Regions from separate parts of the Mus musculus genome. Here region 2 is linked to region 1. A link is a contact called in public capture Hi-C data. All regions are on one chromosome and are shown on one strand. Each heading gives the region's core, a stretch centred on a gene start, on an enhancer-like site or on the middle of the called end of the contact. The rest is flanking DNA. Distances are from core to core; before and after follow the strand shown. Region 1 holds the start of Acaca (acetyl-Coenzyme A carboxylase alpha). Region 2 holds the start of Myo19 (myosin XIX).

The links. Capture Hi-C pulls out chosen DNA fragments and counts their contacts.
Region 2: a capture Hi-C map of macrophages shows a contact between it and region 1, with 5 times the contacts expected there. The contact joins the promoter of Myo19 here to the promoter of Acaca in region 1. A contact is called at or near these places in 12 of 39 promoter capture datasets (the 3T3-L1 cell line, the C10 cell line, cranial neural crest and 7 more), 3 of 484 Hi-C or Micro-C datasets (CD8 T cells, embryonic stem cells and liver), 13 of 115 datasets of contacts at active chromatin or transcription factors (the 230-238 cell line, the NIH/3T3 cell line, the SCID.adh cell line and 10 more) and 3 of 9 other capture datasets (embryonic stem cells, liver and macrophages).

The regions. Positions count from the first base shown.
Region 1 is chr11:84,192,876-84,197,959 of GRCm38.p6, reverse strand. Acaca (acetyl-Coenzyme A carboxylase alpha) reads right to left here and starts at 2,522. Exons shown (of 54, transcript NM_133360.2): 1 at 2,273-2,522. The coding sequence starts at 2,496.
Region 2 is chr11:84,878,056-84,883,139 of GRCm38.p6, reverse strand. Myo19 (myosin XIX) reads right to left here and starts at 2,970. Exons shown (of 25, transcript NM_025414.4): 1 at 2,629-2,970; 2 at 413-554. The coding sequence starts at 424. Pigw (phosphatidylinositol glycan anchor biosynthesis, class W) reads left to right here and starts at 2,855. Exons shown (of 2, transcript NM_001077636.1): 1 at 2,855-2,912; 2 at 4,628-5,084. The coding sequence starts at 4,639.

The sequences.
Region 1 (5,084 bases), core at 1,273-3,772:
CTTATCTTTGATTATATGGGATGATATACTACATTACAAAAGTAGTGATGGTAGTGGTATTGAGACAGGATCTCCCTATGTAGCCTGGTATGTCCTGGAGCTCACTATGTAGATCAGATTAACCTCAAACCCACAGAGCTCTGCCTGCCTGCCTGCCTCTGCCTCCCAGGTGCTAGGGTTAAAGGCATGAATACCAATATATCCAGACCTATTGCAAAACTTTCAGCACCTCTCTCCTCCATATGTGATTGGTCTCAGCAGTTCTCAGCTCCCACACACTTCCAAATGACTTTGAGGGGAAAGATACCACCAGTACTCACTCAAGGGTCAACTCAAGTTAGTCATAAAGCTGCAAAACATGTTTATATAGTCTTAACTTCTAGTCCCTGATGCTAATGCTTCTTTTGACCTCAGGTTAGATATAATACTTTGTTCATTCACTCTAGAAAGCCAACCTTATCAGAAACACAAAAGAAAAAGAAAAAGGAAAAAGGAAAAGAAGAAGAGAAGGAAAAGGAAAAGGAAAAAGAAAAGGAAAAGGAAAAGAAAAAAAGAAAAAGAAAAAGAAAAAGAAGAAGAAAAAGAAAAAGAAAAAGAAAAAGAAAAAGAAAAAGAAAAAGAAAAGATTGTAAGGTCAGGCAATCAGAGTAAAACAATTAACAAAAATTCAACTGAGACATTTGAGTTTGAATTATCAACCTTAACCAAGTTATTTTTCCTCATCAGATCTCTACAAAAAACAAAAACATTTGGCTCATCAAGCAAGGTAGTGTGTGCCTGAAATCACAGTGATTAGGAGGTAAGCCAGGCCAAACCCAAGTTTAGGGTAAGCCTAAGACATAAGAGATACAGTACTGGCAATTCATAAATACAGCACTAAAACTTTAGGTAGGGCATTTGCTTCACTGCAAGTCCCAGGAACCATGAAATAAAACATAACTAAGTTGCTTTATTCTTCTGTCCTCCACATAGCTTAAATGGGAGTGATTATTAATATATACTAACTGCCTCATTTTACAGAAGCTACGATTCCAAGCCCCACAGATAACAACAATGAATTATCAAAATGGATTTTACTATAGAATCAATTCTTCAGTATATAAAAAGAAGCCTAATTATTTTATGACCCATTAATAACAGACTATCAAGATAATAACAGTAGCAGCAGCTACCCTAATTTGTGTTTATCTAGCTTAGAACCTCAATACTTACCCTCAATGCACATTAAAATCATCTAGCTAACATTTTGTTTGTTTGTTTGTTTGTTTTATTGCATATTTCTGTCTCTGTGTGTTCAAATTTCTAGAGATGAGGATAATTTCCTAAAGTTTACTCACAAAATATTTGCTCCAAAATCCTTAAACCTAAGAATTAAAAAGTAAATGACTAGCCTAAGTTGTCTAATCAGCCATCCATCAAAGGGTGTGGTGGCTTATACCAGTACCCAGCAGTCCAGTAGCTCTAGCACTCCCAAGCCAGGGCAGCAAGATTAGGAGTTTAATGTCAGCCTGGGCTGGGCTACATAGTAAGTTTGAGGCCAGCCTGAGTTATATGAGACCCTGTCCCAGAACAAAACAAAAAACATTACTTTAACATGAGTGAGGTAGCACACACTTCTAATACCAGCACTAAGAAGGTGGAGTCAGGAGGATCAAGAATTCAGGAGTTTGGAGGTACATCAGACCCAGGTTCAAAAACAAAATGTCCATAGCATAGTGTACAGTCTCAGCACTCAGGTAGCAAAAGCAGGAAGGTCTCAGCAAGCTCCAGGTCAGCCTGTTCTATATAGGAAGTTCCAGTCCAACCTGGGTAACAGAACCCTGACTCAAAACACAAAAAACAAAATGCCACGGGCTAAGGATGAAGATCAGCGGTTCATTCACCTAGCATGTATAAGGCTCTGGTTTCAGTTGCTAGCACTGATACGGGAGAGGAGGAAAGACTACAAATTTGGCCATGTCTGCCAAATTCCTATCACTCAATGAGAGTTGCAACATTATTAATCAAAGTACTACAGAAGCTGAAATTCTTCAACCAAACTCTCCTTCACTGGGTCATACTGAAGGGCCTAGTATGTATAAAGGATGGAAAAACTGAGGAGAACACGTAGGAAAAGATACTCCCCAAGCCTGAAAAGTGCATCATTTCCTAGTCATAGAAGATGGGCCAGGGAATGGAGGTGAAATTAATATATTCTTATTCCTTTCAGAACATAAGCAGTGAAAATAACAAGACAGATTAAACACATTAACCATGAAGCAATTCTTCTCACCTCATGTGAAAGGCCAAACCATCCTGTAAGCCAGAGATCCCCAAATCAGAAAGTGTATCTGAGCTGACGGAGGCTGGTGACAGGGAGCCCTCCTTCTCTTCTAGGTCCAGCTTCACCAGGTTACTGATCTCATCTTCTGAGTTGTCTTCAGACACAGACCCAATTATGAATCGGGAGTGCTGGTTTAGCTCCAGAGTTTTGGCCAACGGAGATGGTTCATCCATTATTCTTTCAAAATAAGCTCTCAGAGCTATGGGAAAAATTAAGAGAAAAGTAGGTTATAAGCAATAACCTATAGATGAGAACACACAAGAAAGTAAAGCATAAACCACAAGTGGCTTGGAAATAAGTCTGAGTCTAAGAACTGGCTTGCTTGGCTACTCTTTTTGGGTTTTTTTGGTTTTTTTAAAACAGGGTTTGTCTGTTTAGCCTTGGCTGTCCAGGAACTTACTCTACAGATCAGCCTGGCCTTGAACTCACAGAGATCCACTTACCTTTGCCTCCCAAGTGCTGAGATTAAAGCCTGGCTTCCATGGCTATTCTATTCCAGTATGTTTGTTTCCTCCAAGGGAGGAAAAGAGAGGTTGTGGTAACTATGCTTATAAATTAAAAGTTTTAGAAGTAGTTCTCACAGTATGCGCATTACCAATCTCTTCACAATTTCAGTGAGACTGAAGGAATAACTATACCAATGGGAACACTTTCCTGTAAGCAAAGCTGTTGTGAGACTGTGACTCATCTGTAGCAGCGTGGGTAAAGAGTGCTAAAGAGTTTAGCAAGAGTGGAAGTTGCTTGAAACTGGGTGGTTAAACTACATAATGATCACCTGGTGCCAAACACAATACAATGAAAGTTATGAATTTTACTAAACATATGTATTTAAAGTAAAACAACAAAACCTCGTGTGTGTACATGAGGTTTTTTTTTCAACTGATTATTTTAAAAATCTACCCCCAAATGTCTATTTTTGTTGTTTAGTTCTGTACACAGAATTGGTAGAGGGAGTGAATCTACTACCAAATTTTAAATCTGTATTCAAAGTGGTTGATGTGCCATCACAAACTCCATTTTTCTAGATAGTGGACCTTACTAGCTATCATCAGTAGATAATGAACAAACCTGACCAAAAATAGTTACCAGTTCAAAGCCCCATAAGAAAACAAAAACAAACAAAGTTAAAAGTATTCTTTCCCTTCAACATACTTATTTTAAAAACTTTAAATCATGGTATGGTGGCACATGCCTTTAATCCCAGCACTCAAGAAGCAGAAGCAGGTAGATCTCTGTGAGTTCCAGGGCATGAAACTATTAGAAGACAGATCTCTGTATTGTATTTCTTTTTTTTTTTTTAGTCTCCAAAGTGTATGGAGTTCAGTCTAAAAGACAACCAAATCATTAGAAGAAAAGGGGAGGGCTGGTGAAGTGGCTCAGCAGGTAAGACTGACTGCTCTTCTGAAGGTCCTGAGTTCAAATTCCAGCAACCACATGGTGGTTCACAACCATCAGTAATGAGATCTGACACTCTCTTCTGGTGTGTCTGAAGACAGCTACAGTGTACTTATGTATAATAATAAATGAATCTATGGACCAGAGCGAGCAGAGGTCCTAAATTCAATTTCCAACAACCACATGAAGGCTCACAACCATCTGTACAGCTACAGTGTACTCATATACATAAAATAAATAAATAAATCTTAAAAAAAAAAAGAAAAATTGAGTTAGGGAATAAGAGGAAAGGAAAAAGTGACATTCCAATACACTGACCATGTTAAAAATAATAAAAGATACAGCAACCGAGAGAATAAAAAAATGAAAGCTGGCCAAGTATTTGGAGAGGCAGGGAAGAGACAGCATCTCACAGTCAGGCTAACCCCAAACTTCTACAGCAGGGGATACCTATAGCTGGGATGACATTAGTACACCTCCACACCTGGCTCACAGCTGCTGCCTTCACAAGGGAACCAAGGCACACAGGTGTACATTCTAATTTATAATCTGACTGAAATCTGATGGTCACAAAAATAAAATAAAGTTCATGAGAAAGTAGTGACGCTTGGAGATCATGAAAGTAAAGAAGGTCAGCGTTAGTAAAATACAGTCCCTGGGCTGATGAATGAAAGGCTCAGCACAGCCCTTCATCCTGGCCCCTCCTAGCGGCCAGAACCCAGGCAGCCTTTTCTAAGGGCTGCACAGACTGGAAGCAGCCGTGTTTAACAACTGACGCCTGCCCAGCGGCAAGCACCTGTACGGAACACTGCTCCCTAGCGCAGGCATGTATGCCACCAGAAAGGGAGGTCATGCCTGGAAAATCACTGAGTAGCCATCCAGACACTCTAGAAGCTGCCACAGCCTGTCCCATTTCCATTGATTCCAGTCCTAAATTAGAGAGAAGGCAGTGGGTCACCACCGTTGTCATTGTCAGCCTCCCTGTTCGCTTGGGTCACTCACCCTACGTCTGCCAATATTCTTTGTGGAAGACAACAGAAACCCACAGTTTAACATCTTAGCACATTAAAACTTTTACTACAGTGTAAACATAAAAGACTATTATTTGAAACTGACCTCTTATAATTCTTATTGTCTCAGCAGATATCCGCCTCCAAAAAGAACTAAATAAAGAGAAAAACAGAGATTTGAAGGTTGCTTTTTCTGTTCATTTGGTTTTCTTTTTCTTCTTTTAAAAACCAATTTTTTTTCTCAATTCCAGTTCTACTCAGTCTAGTACAAAAATAGTAAAATTGATAATATTATGTTTTCTGGTAAATATTATCTAACTTCAAGCATAAAGTCAGTAGTTTATTACTCAATGATA
Region 2 (5,084 bases), core at 1,721-4,220, 680 kb before region 1:
GCTGTCCTGGGACTCATTTTGTGGACCAGGCTGGCCTCAAACTCAGATATCTGTCTGTCTCTGCTTCCCAAAGTGCTGGGACTGAAGGCATGCACCACCATCGCTGCTGGGCCTCTAGATTATTCTTAAAGGATCAGATTCAGTGTACAAACTTCCAAAGTGATACAACAAAACAGTCTGTCAGGGACTTCTGTCAGGATACGCCCCCGTTTTAGGTTATCAGCGTGGTTTGGATTGATTTCTTTACCTATCTACCCATAACCATTCCAAGGAAAAGAGCCACCAAATCACAAAAAGGGCGTATCAGGAAGAGTCCTGGGATACTCTGAAGAGTCCCTCACTAGAAGCACTGCAGTCTTTCTTCAGACAGGCAAGAGGGAAAGTGCTCAGTTACTTGGGCTTGAGGGATTACCTGCTGGAGCATCGTGCTTCAGTGTGGTCGGCCAGAGTTCTGTGTCACCGACACAGAGTGCTGTCTGTCAACCTGGTCATGAGGCCATCCTTCCAGCAGAAGACTCAGGAGTGTGGGAATCGCAGCCGAGTCATCTTGAAACCTGTAGCGTGAGACAGAAGACAAGGGCCACACACAGGTGAGGGCCTCTCTGGGATGACTCAGTCCTGCTCCTCCCACCAAGCGGGAGCATCCCAAATGAGAACCAGGCAGGCCTGGGCAGAGAGGGAGAGACTGTGCATCCCCTTGCCAATTAGGAAGTAAGACTCCTTTGCTGAGAGCCTCCAGAGACTACCTGGGATACTTTCTGATGTTTCTCTTACAGCAAAAGGCCAGGGGCAGTTTTAAGGGAAGTAAGTGATGGGCAGGGGTTGCAGAATCTTCTGGGTCAGTATGTCATGGAGAATGAAGAGATAGCCTTGGCCCTATCATCAGCATTAGACAGAAATACCCCCAACATAAATGTAGCCAGCAGCTGAGGGAGAATAGGCCTGGTGTCAACTACTGATGTCCCTAGGAAGCTGCCATATGAGAAGGGAATTGGTATGTGACCCCAGGGCAACCCTACTGCCCAAATTTTCTCCTTGAAAATAGGGGTAGTTAAATGTACCTTACATGGAGAGGTTATGAAGGCCAATGACGTCAAGGTTTGAAAGCACAGTACAAGTCTGAGTATCATATCATTGTCTAGGAACAATTAGTGTTATGCATGGGGCTGATGGTTCATTTGGAGACATTAAACAGATAGGGAACGCCCACTGCCCAACAGACGAGATTGAGACTGGTGGCATGTGCCTGTAATCTCAACATACAAGAGGCTGAGGCAGGAGGATCTCAGAGTTTGCGTCTTGTCTGGGCTATACTGTAAGACCTTATCTCGAACAAACAAGGTGAGACCAGGAAAGAATCTATTTGAGAGTACCTGTATGAGGACAGTATCTGAAAACTGGTGAGCTTCAGCCAGACTCGGGAGTGTCCCAGACTCCCATCCCTGCCTAGCAATGAGGCGTGAGGATGAGGGACATCTATAACGGATTGATGAGTCAATCCCGATACAGACTTTTTGAAGCTTTGAACACACCTAGTCTCCAAAGAAGCAGGACCAGGGATGGCCATGAAACAGGGAGAGGTAAAATTCAAGAAGAAAAGGGAATCAGGGCTGGGCTAGGCAATATCACTGTGTACACTGTACCCCATCACCCAAGGGTCTCTGGAGACTCAACTGGAAGCTGATCTTGAGAGGGAGGCCAGTCAGGAGACCACAACAGCGCATTTAAGTTAGAATCCAAAGCTCACAACCTTCTTAGAATATATTACAGGAGCTAAGCCTCATTTTTATACAATTGCCAATGGTATAATACCATACCACAAAGCGCAAAATTATGGCTCGTACGGGCGAGACCTGCGAGAGAGCTTGGTAAATGCTGGTTATTACTTTGCAGCGTCAGCTCCTGGTTGAAGTCAAATCAGATCAAAGCAGTTTTCTCCAGTTCTCCTGCTCCCTCCTCTTCGTGGTTACCACCAAGAATTTCTGGAAAGGGTGTGACCACAGTAGGCAGAGGAGAGTAATGAGTATGTGAAGGACCAACCAAGTCAAGGCAAGTGGTAACCAGATTGCCACCCTCTCCGCCTCTGCTTCGGATTTCTTTTTGTAAGAAGTACAGAAGGAGGGCTATAAGGAAAAGAGCTGGGTCCTGGGGGGTGAGGATGGGGGCTCAGCCTGCTTTGCTCCAGATTCCTGGACGGATCCAGCACTTCCAGCACTGGCAGCGTGCCCAAGGTGCCCAGGGCCGGGATACCACTCCGGAAGCACCTGGTACTGAGAGAACGCGTCCTTTCTGGGAAGGTGGCTATGACCCTAGTCAAGGGCGCAGTTTCCTTAAGTCTCTCCCGCCGTCCCTGGGTAGAACAAGGAAAGAGACGTCCAGCCTCGGTCAGCCAGAAACACCCCCTTTCCGGCCCCCTGCTGGCAAGCTGAAAAGTGACCGTGAAGGTCCTTGCCCTGGGCAAAAGCCACGAGCTGTGTGTTACCTCCTCCTTGGTCATAAGAGGGTAAAAAGAGAAATGCTGAATTAGAAAGTGAGACGCCTCCTTCTGTTTTAGCTGAGCGACTCACCGACCTCCCTACCTCCTCAGGCGGTGTGGGATTTTGGATCTAGGTGGAGAGTGGCACTCACCGGTCCCACGGCCCGGGCGCCCAGCGTGGTAGTCCCAGCCCAGGCCGATTGGAAGGGCGGGTGGGCAGGGTGAGGCAGCGGGAAGAGCCCGTGGAGGAGAGAGAGCGCGGGAGCGGCCGGGAGAGAAAGCCGGGAGCTCCAGGCCGCCTGGCGGAGCACTGCAACCGCGGCTCGATGGCCCGGAGCCCGCCGGCTCCTCCCCAGGGGCGGGGCGTGCACACGCGGCGCGGGACGCACGTGGCCCGTCCCAGGCCGCCGGCTCCGGCTAGCGGGCTGTTCGCGAGGTGAGGTCTATTGAGTCCGGGGTGTGAGGTGTGGCGTTTCCGTGGCCTCCCGAGTTCTGGGTGGGAAAGTGCGGTTCCCGAGAGCCCTTGCGCTGCTCTGCTGCAGGTCGCGGTGCCCGAGGCTGACGCGGGCTCCGGGGACCCTCTACCTAACCCGCCTCGCCCTGGGGCGGAGGGGAGACGCCCCTCCCACGGACCCGCCGCGCGGCTAGGTCTGGAGAGCACCCGGCCCAACCCAGCTCAAGACCCTGAAGGGCGTGGGGAGTTCGGCGGGGTGCGGACTGTTGCCATCCCCGGCGGGGGCGCGCGGAATCTGCGGTCCCGGAAGAACAGGCTGAGCCGCGACGGCCGGAAGCGCGGCTCGCGAGGCGGAAGCGGAGGGTGCCCGCAGTTTGCGGTGGGAGCCTGTTCTGTCCACGCCGGAGACCCTCAGTCGTGGGCAGGGCGTGGTTGTGGCCAGGTCTGCCAGGAAAAAAACTTAAAAGGCCAAAAGAGCAGGGCCACTTACGGTGAGGTGCTGGTGTATTGTCAGGGACATCAATTCACATCTGACTGTCGGATGTGTTCTCTCAGGGTGCAACTTTTCAGACATTAAAATGTGACAGGTTTTAGGTTGCATTAAAAAGAAGCCACTGGCGCTGGTATGCACTGTGCATCCATTCTGTCCACCTGCTTCTTAATCTGAAAATATGGCTGTGTGTAAAATAGGAAAAGAGCAACCCGAGGCTCATGCATTCTTTATGTACCCAATGTTGAAACCAAGGGCCCTAACTCTAAAATACATTTACAACTTCTCTCTCTCCCTGAAGTCGTCCCCCCCCCCCCCCACACACATGGTTTGTTGGTGGTGGTGGTGGTTTTTAGACTTATTCATTATGTATACAGTGTTCTGCCTGCATGCCAGAAGAAGGCACCAGATCTCGTTATAGATGGTTGTGAGCTACCACATGGTTGCTGGGAACAGAACTCAGGACCTCTGGAAGGGCAGCCAGTGGTAGCACATGCCTTTAGGTATTGCAGGGGATCGGGGAGGTAGGTGGATCTCTGTGAGTTCAAGGCCAGACTGATCTACATATTAAGTTTCAGGATACATGGCCAGACACTGTCAAAACCCAACAAACAAAAAGAGCTGGGCAGTGATGATTTTAATCCCAGCACTCTCATGGCAGAGGCCTGAATTTGAGACCAGTCTGGTATGCAAAACAGTTCCAGGACAGCCAGGGCTACACAGAGAAACTGTCTCAAGGAAACAAACAAAAACAAGACACAGTTGTTTGGGAGCTAAGCAACTTTTGTTTTGAATTTGCCTTATATTGAAGATAAAACTGTGTACTAGAACTTTCATACTTTTCGTGTGTCACTGTTGACTTCTTCCTATAATCTTAGGTTCTAGGAGAGTCAGGACAGTTCTGTCCATGAATTGAAACCAGTAGGGCTTGAAGTTCTGTTCTGCCCACATGTGTGTCTGTATGAAGGTGTCTGATACCTTGAAACTATAGTTACAGACAGGTGTGAGCTTCCGTATGGGTGTTGGGAATTCATCCTGTGTCCCCCCGAAGGGCAGCCAGTGCTCTTAACCGCCGAGTCATCTCTCCAGCCCTTAAACTTTTGTTTAAACAAGAAATATGTAAATTCAAGTTAGGCACATAGGTTTTTACTGAATTCACAACAATGTTGTGTTCTTCAAATCCATTCTTTTGTTCTTGTTTCCACAGGAAGGAAGAAAATGTCTCAAAAGCAGCTGAAGGAAGCCTTTGTCAGGAACCTCAGTGGGACCAGTGTGCTGGAAGTGACCCAGGGCCTGTGCTTTCCTGCCTTCTGTATCCTGTGTAGAGGCCTTTGGATCATCTTCTCACAGCACGTATGCTCTTTCTCAAACACCTGGAGCACACGATTCCTCATGGACTTTGTTGTCTTGATAGTCCCCCTAGTGATCACTCTGACTGTATTGTCTTCCTTTATCCTCCTCGAGAATCTCACTGTGATTGTCTGGGGGGCATGGCTGTTGTATCAGATATACCACAGGAGGACTTGCTACGCCAAAGTGCCTGTCCAGAAAGTCTTTGCAAACTTCTTGAAAATCAGCCTAGAATCTGAGTACAATCCCGCAATCACCTGTTACCGGGTCATTAACAGCGTATTTACGGCTATTGCCATTTTGGCCGTGGATTT